Linked DNA regions of Hordeum vulgare: region 2 is linked to region 1. The links are chromatin contacts, called in public Hi-C maps. All regions are on one chromosome and are shown on one strand. The core of a region is the stretch at or near the end of the contact, and the rest is flanking DNA. Distances in the headings are between cores, read along the strand shown. Region 1 holds the start of LOC123406230 (adenosine kinase 1). Region 2 holds the start of LOC123402881.

The links. A called contact is a pair of places that touch in the nucleus more often than the background predicts.
Region 2: a Hi-C map of leaf shows a contact between it and region 1, with 3 times the contacts expected there. The contact joins the promoter of LOC123402881 here to the promoter of LOC123406230 in region 1. A contact is called at or near these places in 3 of 6 Hi-C or Micro-C datasets (leaf and seedling).

Annotation. Positions count from the first base shown.
Region 1 is chr6H:377,233,342-377,238,775 of MorexV3_pseudomolecules_assembly, reverse strand. It overlaps LOC123406230 (adenosine kinase 1), which reads left to right and starts at 1,816. Exons shown (of 13, transcript XM_045099715.1): 1 at 1,816-2,094; 2 at 2,764-2,817; 3 at 2,909-2,955; 4 at 3,044-3,075; 5 at 3,163-3,264; 6 at 3,371-3,438; 7 at 4,078-4,154; 8 at 4,941-5,038; 9 at 5,112-5,182; 10 at 5,368-5,434. The coding sequence starts at 2,003.
Region 2 is chr6H:377,506,332-377,511,750 of MorexV3_pseudomolecules_assembly, reverse strand. LOC123402881 reads right to left here and starts at 4,000. Exons shown (of 6, transcript XM_045096843.1): 1 at 3,780-4,000; 2 at 2,055-2,172; 3 at 1-1,537. The coding sequence starts at 1,325.

The sequences.
Region 1 (5,434 bases), core at 567-3,066:
TTTTCTCCACTTAAAAAGGGAGTGCGGGTTGAATACATAAAATGTGAGGGACTTTTTAAAAAAAATGCCATAACGGACGACCAGAAACCCTATTTGCTTTATTATGAGGGAGAGATAGCAAAATGGCCCGTGCGTTGCCACGTAACATAAAAACATAATCTCCAATGATGGTGACCACATTATGTTCATATATCATCGCTTGATTTTAAATTTTTATATACAAATGCAAGAAAATGTTTCTTTTTTTAAATTTATCCACAAGTTGAAGCAATCTTTACATTTTCAAAAAATATATATCATGGTTGTCAAAAATCTTGGCAACTCAAAGATTTATTCTGAATTTCAATATCTTTTTTAAAACGTACAATAATAATTTGATCCATCCAAGAGTTAATTCTTAAAAATTCACATAGGTATATTGTCACAAAGACTTAGAAGTATTAATGTTTAACTACATACATTAAATCTTTCGTGAGAATTTTAAAAATATGGAAACAATTTTAAAATCGAGAACATTTTTTACAATTTACTAAAAATCGTGAATATTTTTTATATTTCGAACGGGTTTAAATATTTTCTTTTGAATTGGCGACCAGTTCAAGAAAAGACGAACATAATTTTTTATGTTGAAGGATTTTATTTTAAATTCACAAACATTTTTTGAAACGCATGAAGTTTTTCTGAATAAACAAATATTTTTATAAATCAGTAATATATTTATTAAATTCATGGACATTGTTTTGGAATTTGCAAAAAAATATAAAAATTCGGCGCTTTTTTTGAATCCACAAACATTTTATGTTTTCGTCAACATTTAATTCAAATTTCCTCTTTTTTAATATGCAAAAGTTTTTGTAATTCTAAATTATTTAAATTAGAAATAAACAAAAATGGAACGAAAAATTTTAAATAAAAAAAAGAAACTATCAAAACAGGCATTAGCTATTTTTAAAATTTTAGGACATTTTTTAAATGCATTAACATATTTTGAATTAGAAAGCATTTTGTTAAATGCCTTTAATAACTTTTAATACATGAATTGTATTTGAAATCATGGACTTTTCTTATTGTACAAACATTTTATTGTATATGCGATAACTTTTTAAAAAACTCCGAGCAGTTTTTGAAGTCACAAACATTTTATTTTTTAAAATATGTTGATTTATAATTTCCAGTTTATTAAATTTTTAAAGATTATTTGAAGTTCTAAATTATTTAAAAAAAAAGAAACTGAAAATAAGTAAATAAACGAAACTAAAAGCAGGCGCCTGTGCATGGGCCGGCCCATACGGTGTGCTGGATATTCTCCCAGCATGCAGAGCGTAATGTAGGAGGTTTTTACATGGGCCGGTCCAATCCAAGATTTTTTTTTGCTTTCTAAAACGTTTTCTATTACTAACAGTGGCATGGTGGGTAATAAATGCAAACCTTAAAGTTATCTTCATGACGGACGACCAGAAATCGAATTTTCTTTATTATTAGGAAAGATTATGAAGAGATATAAAATTAAATCATTTATTTTAAGATAAAGAGAATAATATTTATATAAGCGGGACCACCGTGCACCACTCCCGAGCACCGACCGATTTGTACGCGGTTGGTGGGCGAAAAGGACCCACGCATCGATTGCCGCACCAAAAGCAATCTCAGCGAAGAGCGCGCGCACCACTCAAACGCCGCAACGTGTCAACCTCGGTCCCGCACGTCAGCGAGCATCCGAGAAACAGAGTTGGTAGCAGTACCACGTGGTGGGTAGGTTAGATCTTCTTCCACTGCCCCTCCACCTCCACCTGCAAATGCAACGCTCACCAACCACGCAGAGCGACGGAGGGTGACAGGTGGGCCCCGCGAGGTTTGGGCGAGGCCGACTAAAACCCCCGCCGCACCCATCATCCCACCACCACACCACCACTGGAACGAACCTCTCGCCATTCGCCAACGCAGACCTCAGATCTCGCTCTCGCCTCCCTGCGCAGCCGTCGTCGTCTAGAGGAGCAGGAGAATGGCGGCGAGCAACCTCGAGGGCGTGCTCCTGGGGATGGGCAACCCCCTTCTCGACATCTCCGCCGTCGTCGACGAGGCCTTCCTCGCTAAGTACGCGCCGATCTCACCCGCCCCTCTGCCCCGCTTTCTGCGTTCCGATCTGTGGTTTTGAATTTTGTTTGTCTCCGTTCGCGTTAGTTTCCGGATCCGTACGGTATAGTTTTGTTAGCTTCGATAGATTCGTCGCCTCTGCTCATCAGATCCGAGGCGACAGAAAGTGCTTCGCGGGTTGGTACGGGCGCAGGACGGTACCAAGAGTCGAACGATAGTTTTATTTTTTATTTGACAGTCGATGGACATGCCCCTCATGTCACTCATCCAAAATTATGCAATGGATATATCACAGGCGATTTCTCTGTTAACCGCGCCATATTCTAGGAGCCCAAGTTATGCTATTGAAAATTCGTTCCTCTACATAGAAATAGGAGACATAATTTAGATGGATATAGTAAGTCTCGCTTGGGCTGCTTATTGAAATTGACTGCATGTGCGACATGTTCCGCTAGTGTTCCTGTTTTTTTGCCGAATCTGTTGGCATAGATCTCCAATTATAGCCGCTTGATATGCGCTGTGTAATCTGGTTCAGTTGACGCTGGAATGCTCGATCAGGGGTTGGGCGTAGTGCTTTATGCTTGGCTTTGTTGCTATGCTGTTGCTCGAGTATTATGTAACATGTGTTGTAATCATGACTGTGCTGACATGCTTCCTTCTCTGTTTTAGGTATGATGTCAAGCTGAACAATGCCATTCTCGCGGAGGACAAGCACTTGCCTATGTAAGCATCTATCTAAGTCGTTACCAACATCTCAGTGCCGTTATTTTGTACAATGGCATAATTTCTTACCTCATACTGTGATTTTTGGCAGGTACGATGAGTTGTCCAGCAAGGGCAATGTTGAATATATTGCTGGAGGTAATGTGTTTTTAACATGTATAATGTGCTATTTCTTTTTATCTTGTTGATTTTTCAGATTGATTATGTCTTCTTTTTGATGTTCCAGGAGCCACGCAGAACTCTATCAGGGTTGCCCAAGTAAGCTCGAAAGACCAGTAAACCATGACCAACCAAAAGATTTTGCTAGATCTGTTTGTTTACTTTTATATATCATGTATTTTGCAGTGGATGCTTCAAACTCCTGGTGCAACAAGTTACATGGGTTGCATCGGAAAGGACAAGTATGGTGAGGAGATGAAGAGCGCCGCTAAAGCTGCAGGAGTCACTGTTAGTTCTTGAGCTTTTTCTCGCCCTGCCATTTTATCATATAAATGTTTCTGTTCTATTCATTAACTGGCTAATGCTGACTTGGTCTTGTCTCGTATTCATCTAGGTTCATTACTACGAGGATGAGGCTGCTCCTACAGGCACATGTGCTGTCTGTGTTGTTGGTGGCGAAAGGTATGCCACCTATGATAATACCTCTCACCAGCTATTGTGTTTCCTTCTATTTTGTGGCTTTAAATGTTGTACTGGAAATCAATTTTTTATGATTCATTATTCATATTTGTAACGTTTACTTGTTTCACCAACTTGCTTAATTAAGACCACAGCATTACCAGAAAACTTAGTATATGCTCTATGATAGTACACTGCTATTCTGAATGGTAATGTAATACGTCCATCCAGGTTCTCTATAAATGGTAATAGTTGTATGTGCATCTCACTTTAATTAGGGAAACTATTAACACTGTCAAACGTTTATGCTATCTATTGAACTATCCTGTGATGCATCTATCCTGTGATGCATGCCATTTTGTAATGCAATGAAGTTAAGTTTCAATCTTGTCGGAACTTGGGAGGGACGTGTATATGGTGAGAATGGTGGACAAAGTTATTTAATTTGAGCGGAGCACGTAGTTTTAAAACATAATGCCATGCAACTTTTATAAGGCATGAACACATAGGTCTTTGCATTGTTTATATTTCTTAATTACTTAAATGCGATTATTCTATCCCATCTTTTTAGTTTTTACCACATTTAGATCCTGAGCATCTTCTCTAACAATATCTGAATTATATATCTTTCTATGTGGTCAGGTCATTGATTGCAAACTTATCTGCAGCAAACTGCTACAAATCTGAGCATCTAAAGAAGCCAGAGAACTGGGCACTAGGTATTTGTTTTGATCTCTTTTGAACTCTTAGCTTGGATTATGTTCATCATTGCTGAATTGATGCTGACGTCAACTTGGATAGCTTGTAATCACAGTCAACGTTCTAAAGAAATCGACTGTGATTCAAGATTTTCTGTTTGGATGTACATGCATTGGATAGCTGAAATCTAAAGAGCTCAACCAGTTCAAATTTATATTTGGATGCCCAGAGTATTGAGTTGCAAATTTCTGACTAAGTCATCTCGATACGCTTACACAACCTGGCCTCTGTCCCCTGGCCTTCGTCTCTGCGTCTGTCAGACCGGCGTGGTCAAGCTCCTGGCCTCCGCCTCGCTTCTCCTCCCGATGCGGGAGTGTCGTCCATAGTCTAGCTCCTGGCCGCCGTGGTCGAGCCCTTATTATTTCTTTGGGAGGGCGAGCGGAACTGTAAGTTTTACGGGACAAACACTTTCAGTGCAATGTGGAGTTCGCAGCTTTGTAACGTGGGAAAGAGTGCGGAACTGTGAGGTTGTGCCGCTTAGAATTGACCCAAGTTTCCATCACTCAATACCATAACCATCCAAACGGCTGTTTTGGAGGCTTGCGAAAACCAATTCACGATTCGGGAGCCGAATATACATACATCCAAACGCAGCATTAATGTTTTGTTTCCTGAATGACTAATTGAGTTTGCTTTTTTGTGTGTGGAAACTGTAGTTGAGTTGTACATCATCTTCTACTTTGCTATATTATTGTAATTTGGTGGATTACTTAATTCCTGACAACTGTGACATTTGTTGCTGACAGTTGAGAAAGCGAAATACATCTATATTGCTGGCTTTTTCCTTACTGTGTCCCCTGAATCTATTCAGCTTGTTGCTGAGCATGCTGCTGCAAATAACAAGGTAAAGGTTCAGAACAGAAAAGTTACATGTGAAGTGGTAGTGTCCAGTGTTTAATTGATCATGTTGTTTCCAGGTTTTCTTGATGAACCTCTCCGCTCCCTTTATCTGTGAGTTTTTCCGTGATGCCCAGGAGAAGGTTCTTCCGTAAGTTTACCTTCTCTGCTAAATGTTTTGGGTATTTTTTGAGATACTGTACATGAGCTTAACTCCAAATGCATAAGCAGTGTCAAAAGATGTTACCATGTTTGCCACATGCTAATTTTTCAGGTAGTTGATGGAGATTTTGGGTCATTTGTTTAAGACATGTTTTGTGTGTATTACCATTTCAGGTATGCCGACTACATCTTTGGAAATGAAACTGAGGCAAGGATCTTCTCTAAAGTCCGAGGGTGGGAG
Region 2 (5,419 bases), core at 2,751-5,250, 270 kb before region 1:
AACCCGAGCTTCGTATGTTCATTAGTTTCAAGCAATGATCGTGAGTTTCCTGGAATGGGCTCAGTAATATCAGTTGCAAAGGTGCCTCTAGGTTCTTTATTACAGGCAATCGCTTCAATTTGAGTGGTTATAGATTGCATGTCAAAATATTTTAGATGATGTTCACCATCTGAATAGTCAGCCATACAGCATTCTAGATTCTCCCACGTGAATCTAGAATATGTCAAGTCAGTTACATAGAACCATTTCTTAAGGTAGCCAGCTTTGGCCTCAAATATCCAGCGCTCTTTTATTCTATACTCTTTGTCCCTGTCACTTATATGCTGTCTACAAAATTTTATCAGTTGAGATATCATATGTCGATGAAATCTGTCGCGCAAAATGCTGAAATGTAGCTTAGGCAACATCATCCTGCAATATCTTACAGTTGGTGCAACATGTGCATAGTGGAATTTATAAGAATTCACATGTTTTTGGAAGAACTTTACCTCCTGCTTTTTTTGCAAATTGTTGAATTTCTTCCGATCTTTAGTCTGCAGTAACAGTAGTGTTCTGGACCTTTCTGAATAAACTTCCTCAATCATTTTCATGACCCGATGGGAATCAGAGTATCCAAAACATCCCTCCTTCCTTCTCTTATGTCTTTCTTTTGAACTACTATAGATAGATGGTGAATAGATTCGACGGTGGTTCCCATATTTTCTATGCAAACTTGACTGACTCACATTAACATATCGACCCTCAGATGCAGCATACTTAGATTGTTGCACAACAGCAGTACATTCAGTCCCTCCCAGGCGAGAACCTCTTTCAGCTGAAGTTGATGACTCCTCAACCACCACTTGAGAAGATGTGCTTGACTCTTTAAGACTTGCAGCCATGCCCTCGCAGATTGCACTACGCTTACACTGCTGCACAAAATTAATACCTGCACTCCTTCCTTCACGGGAAGCTCTTTCAGGTGAAGTTGATGACCTCATAAGGGCCTTCCCTTTTTCAAACACATCTTGCACAAATGAGCGTACAATGCTTGGGGACATGTGTTCGTGGATCACTCTATGTTGCAAAACCACAATACCTGCAGTCTCTAAATTATGAGAAGCTCTTTGCGGTGAAGCTGACTGCCTTATATGGGCCTGCTCCTGTGCAACACTTGCAGCTATGCCCTTCTGGATAGGGCTTTCTAATCCGGATGCCTCATCTGCCTCTCTGACCTCACCTTCTTCTAGTTCAGATTCATAATGTTTATTTTTTTCCTCTCCAATCTTGCCAAACTCCCACTTTTCACATTCGCATGATCCCTTGCAGGCTTTGTTGAAATCCATAATATCTCAATCTAGTTGGGTGACTATCTGACTGACGTGGAAATTTTATTCTGTTTGTATGAACAGAAAAAAACCTACAACTTTCCTCACAGAGATAGTAATTCCACCGTAGCTAAGTTGATTCTCTTCTGTGCAACTGATTAAGGATCATTTCGTGATGCAAGCACCAGCTAACTGGCTCATATATGTGCTACGCGGAAGATCAAGCAGGCCTAAACAATGATAAGGATAGACATTTCAAGACCATGCATTTAAACACAGTGAGATTTGTATCATTGGTCAAGGAAGGATGCAAAATTCTTCTATATTTATGTGAACCAGGTGAGGAGAACTACAAAAATGCCTCCAATTTCTCTGTTAAAAATCATGATACAGAAATTTCTTATGATACTTTGTGAACATAGAAATAAATCAAAGTTCAAAGTTTTAACCAATTTCTTTAATAAAGTAATGTTCCACATTTCAGGCGTAATTTATGATGAAAATATCTCTAATACTTCCATTTGCAGGCTGTGGATTTGTGGGCCAACAGTCTAAGGAAAAATCTGATGGCATCTTCTACAATTTATTGTTCACACAAAATAATTGAAGTAATAGAAGCACCAACAAGGAAACATGGGTTGAGTTCATTACTCACATACCATAGGCACTAACCATAACAAAGTATTCATATTTTCATGCCTCTAGTCTGTTAAAATCAGGCCAAAAAAACCTCTTGTGTAGGAGTACCTTGCAGCTATCAATTATGAAAGCTATTCCACATTTAGGGCCATTTCTCCAACGTGTTGCAAAGCGCAAAGAAATTGTCCACTTGTACATTAATCACATCCTCGAATAGGTTTCCAAGCTGACAAGAGTGCACAATTAGCTGTTCAGGAATAGCCGAACCAAACCTTCCCCGTCGGTTGGTAAGTTGTGGAGACCTGGTTCGGCTAAATTGCGCAACCCAAAAGGTTAAAAGGTGCGCCTCCACCAACTAAGAAGCAAATTCGATGAATACATTTTAACGTGGCAAGCCTCGTCAGTTCGACATGTACAGCTGCTCTGTCAGTTTGGAGACAAATACGGAGTAGTTCAATGGAGTGTGTTGTGTCAGGAGCTTTTTTTTAATTGGTGTTAGGAGGTTTCTTGAATGGGAACATTGGTGAAAAAAGGGTTAAAATACTCGCTGTCATAAAAGTGATCTTTGGGGGAACAAAAACGAATTGTTTTTGCGAAACAAAAAGGAATTTATTTATGAGCAGCACTACCGCGCGAGTCACTTGATGCTTCCCATGTCAACTTGTGTCGTCACTGTCACAAGAACGCACGCAGCCGCGCATGGCGCACAGACCATTGCCCATTAGGACACAGCCTCATGTTCGCATGTTACAAAATTGGTCTATTCATTTAATTGATAAGAATGAGCACAATTGTTTATAAGGCCGTAAGGCGACCTAACAACCACCCTGACGCCTAAGCGCCTAAAGCAGGCATAATTATAAGGCACTGCCAGGGCGCCTTGCCACCTAAGCATCGCCTAAGCGTCCAAGAGGGGACGCTTTATAAACGATGATAAGCACCCAAGTACAAGTTGAATAAGACTTGAACCAGGGTTTGCGGATGTATATCCACACTTCCTACCAACCAAGCTAGGCTCGATTCGTATTAGATGTAACAAAGAATTAAAAAGCACCTTTTAAAAAAAGAATTGAAAGCATCTGCCAATAACAAGTAATTTCCAACAAACAGAGTTTTTTTTTTTTTTTACATCTTCCAGCAAACAGAGTTAGATGTGATGTAAAGGGCTAAACTGGTAACACGAATGTGAGAAGGAATTGAAGGGGGGTGGTCAAACATGGTAACTTCTAAGCCAATCGGTGTTCATATCCACATTAGATGCTCAAAATCGATTGCCTCGAATTAAAGAGGGGGCTGGGGGGATCCATACTGGAATCTAGAGGTGAGACCGAGAGGTAAAAGGAAAACTGAACGTCGCCCACACTGAGGCCGCACTTGGTTGCCCTGTATTTTAATACACGCGTATTAATTATACAGATGTATTTTACCGGAGGCTAAAAGATTTTAGGCGAAAGCAAAACGATGGAAGGAGATCTGTATTTTTTTTACAGAGGTATTTGAAGCTAAACGATAATCCAAACAAAGCCTGAGAAGGCGCAACCGTCCGACTTGCATGCACAGCCGGGAAGAAAATACGCTAAATCCAACAACCGGGTCGCCTTCGAAGCTGCATGCCGGAATGGCGGAATCGATGGGCATAAACCTCGCCAAAACCTCTGGTCTGGACAAAACCCACCGCGCAAAGCCCCGAACCCACGGAGCGCGACCCTTTCCCCCCGAATCGCGACCGCGATCCCGCCGTAACTCAAACGAAAATCGAACGTGCGCGACGGCAAGCAATTAATCGGGTCGCGCAGGAAAAAAGAACGTGTGTACTGGAAGAGTAATGCTTACCCAACGACGGCCGGAATCGAGCGCTCCCCGGCGGCACGCAGAGGAGATGGGGAATCGCCGCCGATGAAACGAGGGTTTTGGGTTGGGGGACGGGGGATTGTGACTTGTGAGGATTGACGGTGGTGGGTTGGGCTTGGGCGCGTGGGGCGTGAGCGAACCGCTCTGCGACGAAAACCGAGATGAAAAGCAGGGGAGGTGGCGTGTTCAAAGCAAGCGCGACAGTCGTCTTGTCAGGTCCGTGGTGAGTCCAAGTGGTCATTCATTGCGCTCTGCGAGTTCGCTTGCGCTGGGCCAGGGGACGGGAGGATGTAGGTAGGGTGGCGCACTGTGCTCGCGCGTCTGGTCTCTCGTTCCTGGTCTATGGCGACCGTGCAAACGTGCCTTGTACGATGCCAGGTTTGACCTTTGTTATGCCACGCGGTTGTATATGTTGCGAGTAGTTTGTTTAGCCTGTGCAGGATTGGTAATTAGCATGTGCTAATTAACCCCGACATTGATTAGGATAACTGCAATTAGCAGTTAAAGTTTGTCTTGCCTATTAGCAACTGTTTATAGCAGTTGTCACTTTGTCTCTTGTAATAGCAACCGTTATTTTTGGTTAGATTTCATCTCATATCTTTGTAACCGCTCCTTATATAAATAGTCAAAATCAATGAGAATCAAGCAATTCTTGCAAACACTTTTTGACTTTTACAGTAGAGAAACGTTTATACACGGCGCGTCAGTTGAACCGTTTTCGCCGGATGCACCGTGTTCATCCGATCTGGGCGGATCGCGCGCGTCCCCTCTGCGCAGGTCGCCGTCGCCCCTCCCCGCGCAGGCGTCGTCGTCGCGTGCGTCCCCTCTGCGCAGGCCGCCGTCGCCCCCTCCTCCCGCGCACGCGTCGCCGCACACCCTCGTACCTTCGTTGGCGTCCCCTTTGTGCAGGCCGTCGCCGCCCCCCCTCCCCCGCAGGCGCCGCCGCACGCCCTCGTACCCTTCGCTGGCGCTGCTGCAAAACCACCATCGCCGGTGCTCGGGCCGAGCCACGGGGGAGATGACATGACTGCCTCATGTCATGGACAGATCTGTGCGTACGCATCTATTAAAAAAGCTACAAGCGGTGTGCAAAAAGCTTCAAACGGCATAAAAAAGCTTCAACCAGCATGGAAAAAAAGCTTCAAGCGTTGACGGAAATTTTGCTACAAACGTTGGCATGGCGAGCTGCAACCATGATGAAAAAATGCTACAACCATTATACAAATTTGCTACATCTGTAATTCTATTTTGTTGCAAACCGATTTGTTCTTTGCTACAAGCATTGGCATGGCGAGCTGCAACCATGATGGGAAAATGCTACAACCATTATACAAATTTGATACATTCTTCATTTGATTTGTTGCAACCGACCATATAAAAAGCTTCAACCGGCGACAGCGAAACACAAAAGCTGCAATCGTTGACACAAAAGTTTCAACCATATGTTTGAAAAGCTTCAACCACAGACCAACGAGGAAAGCCTGTCATTTTTGCTACAACCAGCAAAAAGCTTCAAACGACATGGAAAAAGCTTCAATCGTTGTGGAAAAAGCTTCAAGCAACACGGGAAAAGTTTCAACGAAAGTGAAAAAAGCTTCAAACCGGCGGCGACGGCGACGAGC